Linked DNA regions of Mus musculus: regions 2 and 3 are each linked to region 1. The links are chromatin contacts, called in public HiChIP or PLAC-seq maps. All regions are on one chromosome and are shown on one strand. The core of a region is the stretch at or near the end of the contact, and the rest is flanking DNA. Distances in the headings are between cores, read along the strand shown. Region 1 holds the start of Wdr78 (WD repeat domain 78). Region 2 overlaps 4921539E11Rik (RIKEN cDNA 4921539E11 gene). Region 3 overlaps Sgip1 (SH3-domain GRB2-like (endophilin) interacting protein 1).

What was found. HiChIP or PLAC-seq counts read pairs in DNA pulled down with a chosen protein or histone mark.
Region 2: a FOXA1 HiChIP or PLAC-seq map of pancreatic cancer cells shows a contact between it and region 1. The contact joins the enhancer-like site here to the promoter of Wdr78 in region 1. A contact is called at or near these places in 3 of 115 datasets of contacts at active chromatin or transcription factors (bone marrow-derived macrophages, embryonic stem cells and pancreatic cancer cells) and 1 of 9 other capture datasets (adipose tissue).
Region 3: a contact with region 1 is called in an H3K27ac HiChIP or PLAC-seq map of regulatory T cell precursor, with 4 times the contacts expected there. The contact joins the enhancer-like site here to the promoter of Wdr78 in region 1. A contact is called at or near these places in 2 of 39 promoter capture datasets (cranial neural crest and pre-B cells), 1 of 484 Hi-C or Micro-C datasets (embryonic stem cells), 7 of 115 datasets of contacts at active chromatin or transcription factors (CD8 T cells, the SCID.adh cell line, bone marrow-derived macrophages and 4 more) and 2 of 9 other capture datasets (adipose tissue and liver).

What each region holds. Positions count from the first base shown.
Region 1 is chr4:103,112,905-103,116,080 of GRCm38.p6, forward strand. It overlaps Wdr78 (WD repeat domain 78), which reads right to left and starts at 1,395. Exons shown (of 17, transcript NM_146254.4): 1 at 1,206-1,395. The coding sequence starts at 1,252. It also overlaps a transcript of Mier1 not described here.
Region 2 is chr4:103,248,188-103,251,185 of GRCm38.p6, forward strand. The region is part of intron 5 of 4921539E11Rik (RIKEN cDNA 4921539E11 gene); the gene reads right to left. Among named protein-coding and RNA genes, the nearest start is that of Slc35d1, 35 kb to the left of the region's middle. Within about 2 kb of position 1,409, at least 30 of the 459 cell types and tissues checked have an H3K27ac peak or open chromatin away from gene starts, as enhancers often do. A contact at or near this core is called in pancreatic cancer cells, where this site is marked.
Region 3 is chr4:102,966,344-102,969,587 of GRCm38.p6, forward strand. Sgip1 (SH3-domain GRB2-like (endophilin) interacting protein 1) reads left to right here. Exons shown (of 26, transcript NM_001285852.1): 23 at 1-8; 24 at 1,268-1,332; 25 at 1,828-1,992. It overlaps Gm12709 (predicted gene 12709), which reads right to left. Exons shown (of 4, transcript NR_040444.1): 4 at 923-2,236. Among named protein-coding and RNA genes, the nearest start is that of Tctex1d1, 18 kb to the right of the region's middle. Within about 2 kb of position 1,673, at least 17 of the 459 cell types and tissues checked have an H3K27ac peak or open chromatin away from gene starts, as enhancers often do. A contact at or near this core is called in CD8 T cells, the SCID.adh cell line and regulatory T cell precursor, where this site is marked.

The DNA.
Region 1 (3,176 bases), core at 145-2,644:
AAGTGCAAGGGTTGCAGTTTAATGAACTGGGATGGCTGCGGACTGGAAACAAAGGGGCAGTAAATTACAGCGCTGAGGATGAATTTCGAGCACACTGGGTGTAATTGCTTCAGTTTTGTTTTCTTGAGAGAGATCTTGAAGAGATAAGAAAACTTGTGAATCATGCATATACTTAACTTTGAAAGGCACAAGGCAACAACGAAGTGAACCACCTGCCTCCACAACACATATTTAGGAAGGAGACAGATTAGTAAACTATTTTGAAAAAGAAGGCCAGGCCAGGTGGCCCAAGCCTTTATTTAATCCCAGCACTTTCAAACCAGTTCCATATCAGCCAGGGCTACACAGGGCGAAAGACCCTGATCTATAAACACAAACAGACATTGATACATAACAGCAGAAACTAGCCACGAGCCTAGTGAAGATTGAAAAATGTCCTATTAGCTAACTGAAGCATTTCAAAACTCAGTAAAGTAAGTGGTCATTTAGATCAAAGCTGGTGACTGGCTAGTTAACAACTAAAGTGCCAACCGACTGTTGTAAGCTATTGGAAAGCGCTTTTTCGGAGAAGCGATGTAAGGCTGAGCACTTAACTCAAGGGCAAATGCAAGGCTCTCTCCTCAGAACTTTCAGTAAGTTCAAAGGGCGAATTAGCTGAGAGGATGTTGGAAGAAAAGATGTGGCTGCTCTGGGAAGACCGCAAAACCACTGAAATGTTCGAGCATGAAAGGGGGAATATTTTAATGAAAATTCAAACCACTTCCAAGTTCAACGCCACACGAGTCCACATTATCTTTGGGCCTTTCTCCTAGCTTAGCGGCATGAACTAAGCAGTTAAGAGTCTTAAGGTAAGCTGGCAGAAAGAGATGAAAAAAAAAAATCCTCTGCTGGCGTACATATTAAAATTAGCTTTGGTTGCTCAGAGACCAAGGAGCCAGAACACGAGACAGCTTGGAAGTTGAGAGACCTAATGAAAGAATACAAGAAAAAGCGCTTGGAAGAAATAGGCAGGGTGGTCCTCGACAAACTCCGGTCTAGCACGGCAGCGGGAGTTTTTACACAGACCGAATCAAGCCAGAGGATCCGGCGCTGCCTGGGGGGCTCCGCGGGATCGAATGCGTTGGGAACCCCTTTCCAAACCGAAGGGCTGGCTGTCTCTCCGGGATCTAGAGGAACGGGCCACACGGATCTAGTGCGGAACTTACGCGGCGAAGCTGGCCTGCTTGCGGGTGCTCGTCGGAGAGCTATGCATGGTGGTGACTTTTTAGACCAGGGCTCGGCGCCCCCTTCCCCAGCAGGTTCGGCGATGCCCGGACTCCCAACTGCCCGCTCAGCAGCTCAGGAATGTTTGCCGGGCGCCATGGCGACCGCGGAGCCTGGCTCAAGAAGCGGCCGCGCGGTTGGCTGGCCGCTCGAGGTGGAGGAGGAGGGCGGAGGCGGAGGGGAGGGTAGAGGGTTGGTGGAGCTGGAGGAAGCTCGGGCGACGATTCGGAGGAGGCGGGCGGCCCAGGCCCTAGGCCCCTCCCAGGCTGCGAGTCTCCCGGCTGCAGGCGGATGGATGGGGCGTCTCCAGGCGGCGGCGGCAGCAGCGGAGGCGGCGGCAGCAGCGGCGGCTGTAAGTGCAGCCTCCACAGACCATCTTACCCATCCTTCGATCGGGAACCGGGGCCCCAGGGGCGCTCGCAGTCTCCTTTTCCCCACTTCCCCTCCCCCCACGGGAGAGCGCCGCCCGGAAGACTCCTAACTTCCGGGGCGGGGCTGCCCGAGTGTACCGGGAGGGCTGGCGGCTTGGAGGCGCTGCCGTCTGGCGCGCATGCGTAGTTTCCGCCCCGCCCCTCCCCGGTCTTTCGGCCTTCGCGGTGGCGGCGGCGGCGCCCAATCTTCGCCGCTTCCGCGGCGCGCCGGGATTACGCTGCGGAGTGAGTTTGCGGGGCGGGCAGGCCAGCTCCCGCCCTTTTCGGTCGGCCCTCGCTCCGCGGCAGGGGTGTGGCTTCCTGGCCACTCCCCCGTGGCTCCACCTCTGTGCCCCTGATTTCTCTAGCTGTCCAGCCAGTTGAGGTTGGCTCTCTTAGCAGAGCATCCCTTGAGGTGATAGGCGCAACCTGGGTCAACCTGCCGTTGTCGGAGGGAGCTAGAGGGGCGAGAGACTCAGAGACAGCATTGCAGGGAACCAGCCGCTCCCAGTGCCTATCTCCCCCGCGAGTGGCCTTATTCTTTTAGCTTGTAATGTAGATGCTTGCTGGCCTGGTTCCCATCTCTGGTCCTTGCATGTTGTGTGACCTTGGGCAAGTCTCTTCCCCCACTCCCGGGGAGGGCTTCAGTTTTTCTATTAAACCTCAATTTTTGTAATTTTGCAGAAGACCTTAGGCAATTTTAAGACCAGCTAGGTTTCTAAGACCGCTTAACGGAGATGACCCGGAATTGACTAGACTTTTCTCAAATCATGGGTGAAATACAGAAATGTAATTATTGGGTTCTTTGTAATCTTTAGCATTGCTTATAAATTGCAGGACTCAATCTTTGTTTCATTTTGCTGAAATTCCCACGGGGCGGTTGACCTGGTTCTGGGACATCTTTTGAAAATGTGAGACTGAGTGAGCTTGAGGTAACTGTCTCTGTCTCTTTGCTACTGAGGCTTTCTTTCCTTTAATCCAGATGGTGTGGTGGCTCGATTCTCCCAGTGCCTGGCTGAGTTTCGGACGTGGTTAAGAACCAACTGGTTGAGGTTCAATGCAGACAAGACGGATGTGATGCTGGTAGGCAAGGGCACGACTGGAGATGAAGGGAGGGCAAAGGCAAGCTCCCTCATGTAATAAAAACATGATTATTGTCTGTGCTGGTGTTGTAGGCGTGCTAATGGCCAACCCTTCCAAGACTTTGGGTGATATAAAAGTGACATCAGCAACGTTAAGATTTATAACTAGTTTGCAAATATTGATAAGATGATAAAATAAGGCCACTGGATGAAATTATATGAAAAAGATTATGAAAGGAACCCAAACTATCCTTTGAAGGGTCAAATTTCTCTACGTGTTTTAGGATGGCATTAATAAAAGAACAAAGGAAAAGATAATTTCTGTTGGTTGTGGAGCCTCCATATGTAATGTGCTGCTGTGCTTTGCATCCTGTAGTCCTGCCCACTAAAGTCAAGATAAGTTCAGAGGTCATTGAAGAAG
Region 2 (2,998 bases), core at 159-2,658, 140 kb after region 1:
TGGATATACTAATTATCCTGATTTGATAATTATGCATTGTATGTGTGCATTAAAATATACATGTGTAACTGAATGTAGTTATTATGCACCAGTTAAGTCTATTTCAAAGAACCAGGCCCAAATAGATTGATGGATGAGTTCTTTCAAACTTTCATGTAGGAAACAGACAAACCAACTAACCAACCAACCACAAAAGGAGCCTGTGTCAATTAACTTAAACAAACAAACAACAAAACCCTTTTCAGTTGTTTACATGATCAGGTGTAGTCTTAACATCAAAGCCTGAAAAGATGATGTAAAAACCTACACTCTAATCTCATAATGTTAGGATTTTTTTTATAAGACATGTAGAGTGCTAAATAACATGCTAATTAACAGTATACATTTTTTTTTTTTTTTCGAGACAGGGTTTCTCTGTATAGCCCTGGCTGTCCTGGAACTTCAAATGAAGTTATATGAATGCAAGGTCTCTAAGAGATAATGTTTTTTATAATTCATTTCCCGGTGAGCTAAAATGGCAGGAAAATGATGTAATGTTTTGGTTACTGTTTCAGTATTTGCTTGCTTGCATGCTTGAGAAAGGGTCTTCTTGTGTGACCCAGGCTGGCTTTGCTGTTGCAGTCCTCTTGCCTCTCCTGTGCTGGGATGACAGGCAGGTACCACCACGCCAGGTCCAACATACTATAAATAGTATACTCAATAGCAACAATACTATAAATGGGTCTGTGTTTAGATGAAACCACTATTACAAATAGAACCACCATAAATCTATACGATATAACTATTTTAACACAATTTTAAAGTTTATGACTGTAAAACTAACAACCAATAGCGTAGCTGAGACAATGAACCCAGTAGTCTATGAACTGCTGAGACTGACACCCAACTGGGTCTATGACTGCAGCTCCTTGAGAGACTAAGGTTGGAGGATCACAATTTTGAAGCTACCCTGGGGCAGCATTTTATTCATGTTATTAGCCTCAAAACAAAAAGTAAAAGAGGGTGTGTGTTTGGGAGGTGGGGTCTAGACCACTGGTAGAGCACTGCCTAGCATGTGCAAGTCCATACATTCAACCCCTAACCCATGCAAAGAAAGAAAACAAAGAAGAAGAAAGCGACATCCATCATTGCTTATGAATTTTTAGAAAGGATAGAATAATGAACTAGAAATAATGATGGAACCTGTACACTCAAGAAAACACACACTCACACACTCACAGAGAGAGACAGAGAGAGAGAGAGAAAGACACACACACAGAGAAACAGACACACACACACACACACACAGAGAGAGAGAGAGAGAGAGAGAGAGAGAGAGAGAGAGAGAGAAACAGAGACAGGCAGCACACAGGCACTTGTAAAAGAGAAAAGAAACTGAGCAAACACACCAAACCGAAAATGCCTTTGGCAATTCTGATTCACCATGAGTAAGCAGTCTCTTATCAGGAATGCCCTACCTCAGATAAGAAATAGCACACACACACACACACACACACACACACACACAGACACACACACACACACACACACACACACACACACACACACACAGACACACACACACACACACACACAAACACACACTTCCCTCTCTCTCTCCTCTCATTTAGCAGAGTGAAAGAAAATAGTGAGAAAGATAAACCACTGAATTCGGTCTCAGTGATTTGAAGAGAGTGAAGTTGGCGTTTATATGAGGTTTCACTGGACGGCAGGCTGCAGCTGGCCTTGAGCATACACCTGATAGTAAAGCCACTGGCCAGGAAAAAGCAGGACAGAGTTCAGGGCAACCAAAGCTGCTGGAAGGTGATGGGGGAAGGCTAGGAAGAGAAAGCCAACAGGACGGTTTCTGACCAAGTCTCTGGCTGACTCAGATCCATACCGTTTGGGGAAGACTATAGTCAGCCAGCTAAGATGGAAATAACTAAGCTAAAATACAAGCTGTTCTTTTAAGAGTATTTTGTCTTTTCAGTGCATCAAGGGGAACTGATAAGACAATGTTTTTTGAAGGTAGGGAACTGAATGTCCTAAATACAACAGTCATGACATTCAGCAAATCCAAGTTGATGTATAGAGAACCAGGAAAATGAAGTTTCAGTCAAAAAAAAGTTAAGTGAGGATAGCCCTAAGGGGATCCGGATAGTCAGAGATTTTAAATTTTTTCTTGTGTATAAAATAATGGGTTTCATTTTGACATTTTTATATGTGTATAACATGAATTTTGAACCATTCTACCATTACTCTCCATTGCTTTCCCTCTTCCACTTTCATTGATGCTTTCCCTCAACTCTTTAAAAAGTGAAAATTATAAGACTAAAAATAAGTAATACTTAGAATTTAAAAATATCTCTGGCTGAATTTAAAACAAAGAGATGTAAAAGCAAAAGTTTAGGAATTTACAGATAGAATACTGAAGTTATATATGTATATACACACACATGCACACACACACATACATATACACACATGTATGTGAATCAGAAATCTGTGGAACAATAACTATACACATGTCTGAGTAACAGAAGGAAAGGCCAGGGAGAATGAATTAGAATAATATTTGATGCGATGAGGCTGGTATGTTTGTTTATTTTGGCAAAACACATGAATAGTAAATTCTGGAAGCTTAGAGAAGTACATGAAGAATCAATATGAGAAGGACCATAAGTGGGCACAGAGTCAAACTGCTGAGACCCAGACATCATGGAAAGACTTTGAAAGCAGTGTGAGAAATAAGATACAGGACCAGCAACTCAAACCAGTGCTCAGAAGAGAACCCAGGAGCTGTGAGGCAAAGGATGCTGGCACATTGACATGGGAAAAGTGAAAATATCACTCAGATACATATTAGTAAGGCAGAGTTTTGTATCAAATAAAAATTTCCTTCAGAAATGTCTTTAAAAGAAAACTAAGGTTTTGGTGCCCGTGAACCTCTACAACAAAGTACTTAGAAATTAATTAAGCCAAAGGAAAATACGAGAAACTTAGCTTCAGTGATGACAGG
Region 3 (3,244 bases), core at 423-2,922, 150 kb before region 1:
GCAGTCTGGTAAACAGCTTCACTTTCCCCTCACCCCCCACCCCCCGCCCCTGCTCTGTCCTCTAAAAGGACTCCTGCTTAAGGGACTGTAGAGTTCTTAGCACCAGGCTTCCCTGTGGGAAGAGACCTCAGAGGGCCAGTCCGAGGACTTGGGTGGAAACGGATAACTACTACAGATCAGTTGAGCGGAAAAGGCTTTAGTCAGGAGAGTCCAATGTTTAGCTGACCATGCAAGCATGGAGCAGAGGCTTTCCTCTGGATCTCAGCTGAAAGTGAGTGTTTCCCAGTGCACTGCAGAATGTACAGGGCCTGGGGAAGGAGAGGAGTTGGCTACCAGGAAAATCAGGTTGGTTTGCCTCCTAAGAGTTTGATTCCCAGGATCAGAAAACACGCCTGGCCTAACTCCTTCTCAGCACACACACACACACACACACACACACACACACACACACACACACCCTGGGGCCCAGGCTGGACCCCGTGTTTGAAGATTCTTTCCATCCCAGCTGCTGGCTAGGGAAACGGGTTCATCAGCCTCCTCTGCCTCCCAAACCTGAGCCTCCCTTGGAGCTAGAACCTTAACTGCAAGAGAGTCTGGGGAATGCAGTGTTCCATTGAGCCCCTAAACTGTAGAAAGACTCGCTGGTGGGCATCAGATGGTACTGGAGGAAATCTCTGAGTGCTAGAATCATCTGTAATGGGAGAATGTGGAGGACTTCAGTTTTTTTCACGAGTACCAGCAAAATGCAGAGTACTTCTTTAAAACTAATGTGGGGGGCTAGAGAGATGGCTCAGCGGTTAAGAGCACTGGTCGCCCTTCCAGAAGTCCTGAGTTCAATTCCTGACAACCACATAATGGCTCACAAGCATCTATAATAGGATCCCATACCCTCTTCTGTCATGCAGGCGTACATGCAAACAGAGCATTCATATCCTTTAATAAATTAATATTTAAAAAATAAAACAAATGTGAGCTAGCGCTAACCAGCATTTGCAGTGAAAGTTACCTAAACACCACAATTACCAACCGCTTCGCATCTGCTTTCTGGGTAGATGTATTGTAAGGACTGTGTTACCCTCTGTTTGTCTCACATTGCTGTGGCTCCTTAGAATAGGGAAACGGAAGCACATTACGCACGTAGGGGAACAGATACAGTTAGGCAGAGCTAAACGTTTGGAGTACGTTCTAGTTTAGCACTATCTGGAAATGTGGCATCTGTTGAGCAAATCCTTTGTGTGTGAGAAAGCCCTTCCTTTTATTTTTTTAGGAATGCTGAACAACAAAGAATATTATGGAAGATTCCCGATATCTCCCAGAAGTCAGAAAATGGAGGTAATTGTAGTCACGGGCTTAAATCTGACATAACTTACAGGTATTGGCCAACTATGAACCCAAAGCCACGTACCCCTAGAAGCTTTGTTAGTCTTTCTTTACTTACTAACATCTATCAAAGCAAGTTGGCTTTTAGGGGACCTTTCTCTCTCCTTTCCCACCAAGCCCTCAACTCCCACGTAGACCACGGCATGAGTCCGCCCTGTGTCATGTCCCCGTAGATGCTTTTCTTTCTCCCTCTGATGTAAATCACAGGCTGGAAAGGATGTAGCCATCCTTGTAGCACGTCACAAATTTCAAAGTACCGCTCTGCTGACGTGCCCCGACCAGCTGCTCAGGCTCCTCAAAGATGCTTTGCTCACTCTCATTTTGCAAACAAAGAATACGCTGCTTCCTCGGCTGCCCAGTCTTGCACAGTTCACCTCAAGTGTGACTTCAAAGTTGCATGCAGAGTGCTGCCAACTGCTGTCTTGCGGTAACGCTCTTCTTTTAAAGGCGTAGGTTCTTTACTGGCGAGATTTCAGTTATCCGAAGGCCCGAGCAAACCTTCCCCGCTGGTTGTGCAGTTCACGAGTGAAGGAAGTACTCTCTCTGGCTGTGACATTGAACTTGTTGGAGCAGGCTACCGGTTTTCACTCATTAAGAAGAGGTTTGCTGCAGGTAAGTGGGTAGCTCTCCCTCCTCGAACAGGAACTGGCTGTGATTTCTCTGCCTCCTCACAGCTCCTATCCCCACAGCCCATTAGAGAGCAAACTGATCACTGAATTAAGTACAGATGAACTGGCAATTCCAGCACAAAGGTTCTGGCTGCTTGTGCAGGGTCTGTTTCTCGTGGTGGGCTGAGCCACCATTCCCACCTGGTTGATCTGTATATTGATTGAAGTCAGTGGGATAAGTCCTGCCACTGTATAGACAAACAAGATTGACAGACTAAGTTTTGACTTGAACATGTATTTTTGAAACAGGAAAGAAAGCATAAAAATGTGTGGCGGAACAACATTATGAACTAACCAGTACCCCGGAGCTCTTGACTCTAGCTGCATATGTATCAAAAGATGGCCTAGTCGGCCATCACTGGAAAGAGAGGCCCATTGGACACGCAAACTTTATATGCCCCAGTACAGGGGAACGCCAGGGCCAAAAAGGGGGAGTGGGTGGGTAGGGGAGTGGGGGTGGGTGGGTATGGGGGACTTTTGGTATAGCATTGGAAATGTAAATGAGCTAAATACCTAATAAAAAATGGAAAAAAAAATGTGTGGCGTACCAAAGGCAGGGGAGCATTAGATTCCTAAGAAGGGATTTTTGGTTTTTTTCCACGTACCTAACTTTCTGAAATTTAGACAGGCTAAGCTAAGGCCTGGGAAGATCTGATTTTTTTTTTTTTTTTTTTTTTTTTTTTACTTTAAAAGCAACCTTTAATGTGTCTATGAGATGGCTCAGCAAGTTAAAGGCACTGACCTGACCATGTGAACCTGGAAGCATGGGTTAGGTCCCAATGTGTAAGGAGAGAAAGCAACTTAAAATAGTTGTCCTCTGACCTCCCCATGTGTACTGCCTCATACATTCTCACACACACGCACATCATGTATACACATACTATAATAATTCTTTAAAAAAAAAATAAGAATATGTGTAGTTTTGAGTTGGTGAGATGGATCAGTGAATAAAGGTGCTTGCCACCAAGCCTGATAACCCAGTTTGACTCCTTAGAAGTTGAGACAATGGAAGAAGAAAACCAGCAACCACAAGTTGTCCTCTAACTCTCTAACTCCCACATATGCGCCAAAGTATATACATTCTCCCTCCCTCCCCACCCCCAATAGGAAGGTAGATAGATAGATAGATAGACAGACAGACAGACGATAGATAAATATCTAGTCTACAGATATGAACTGTTTGCCCAGGAACCGGG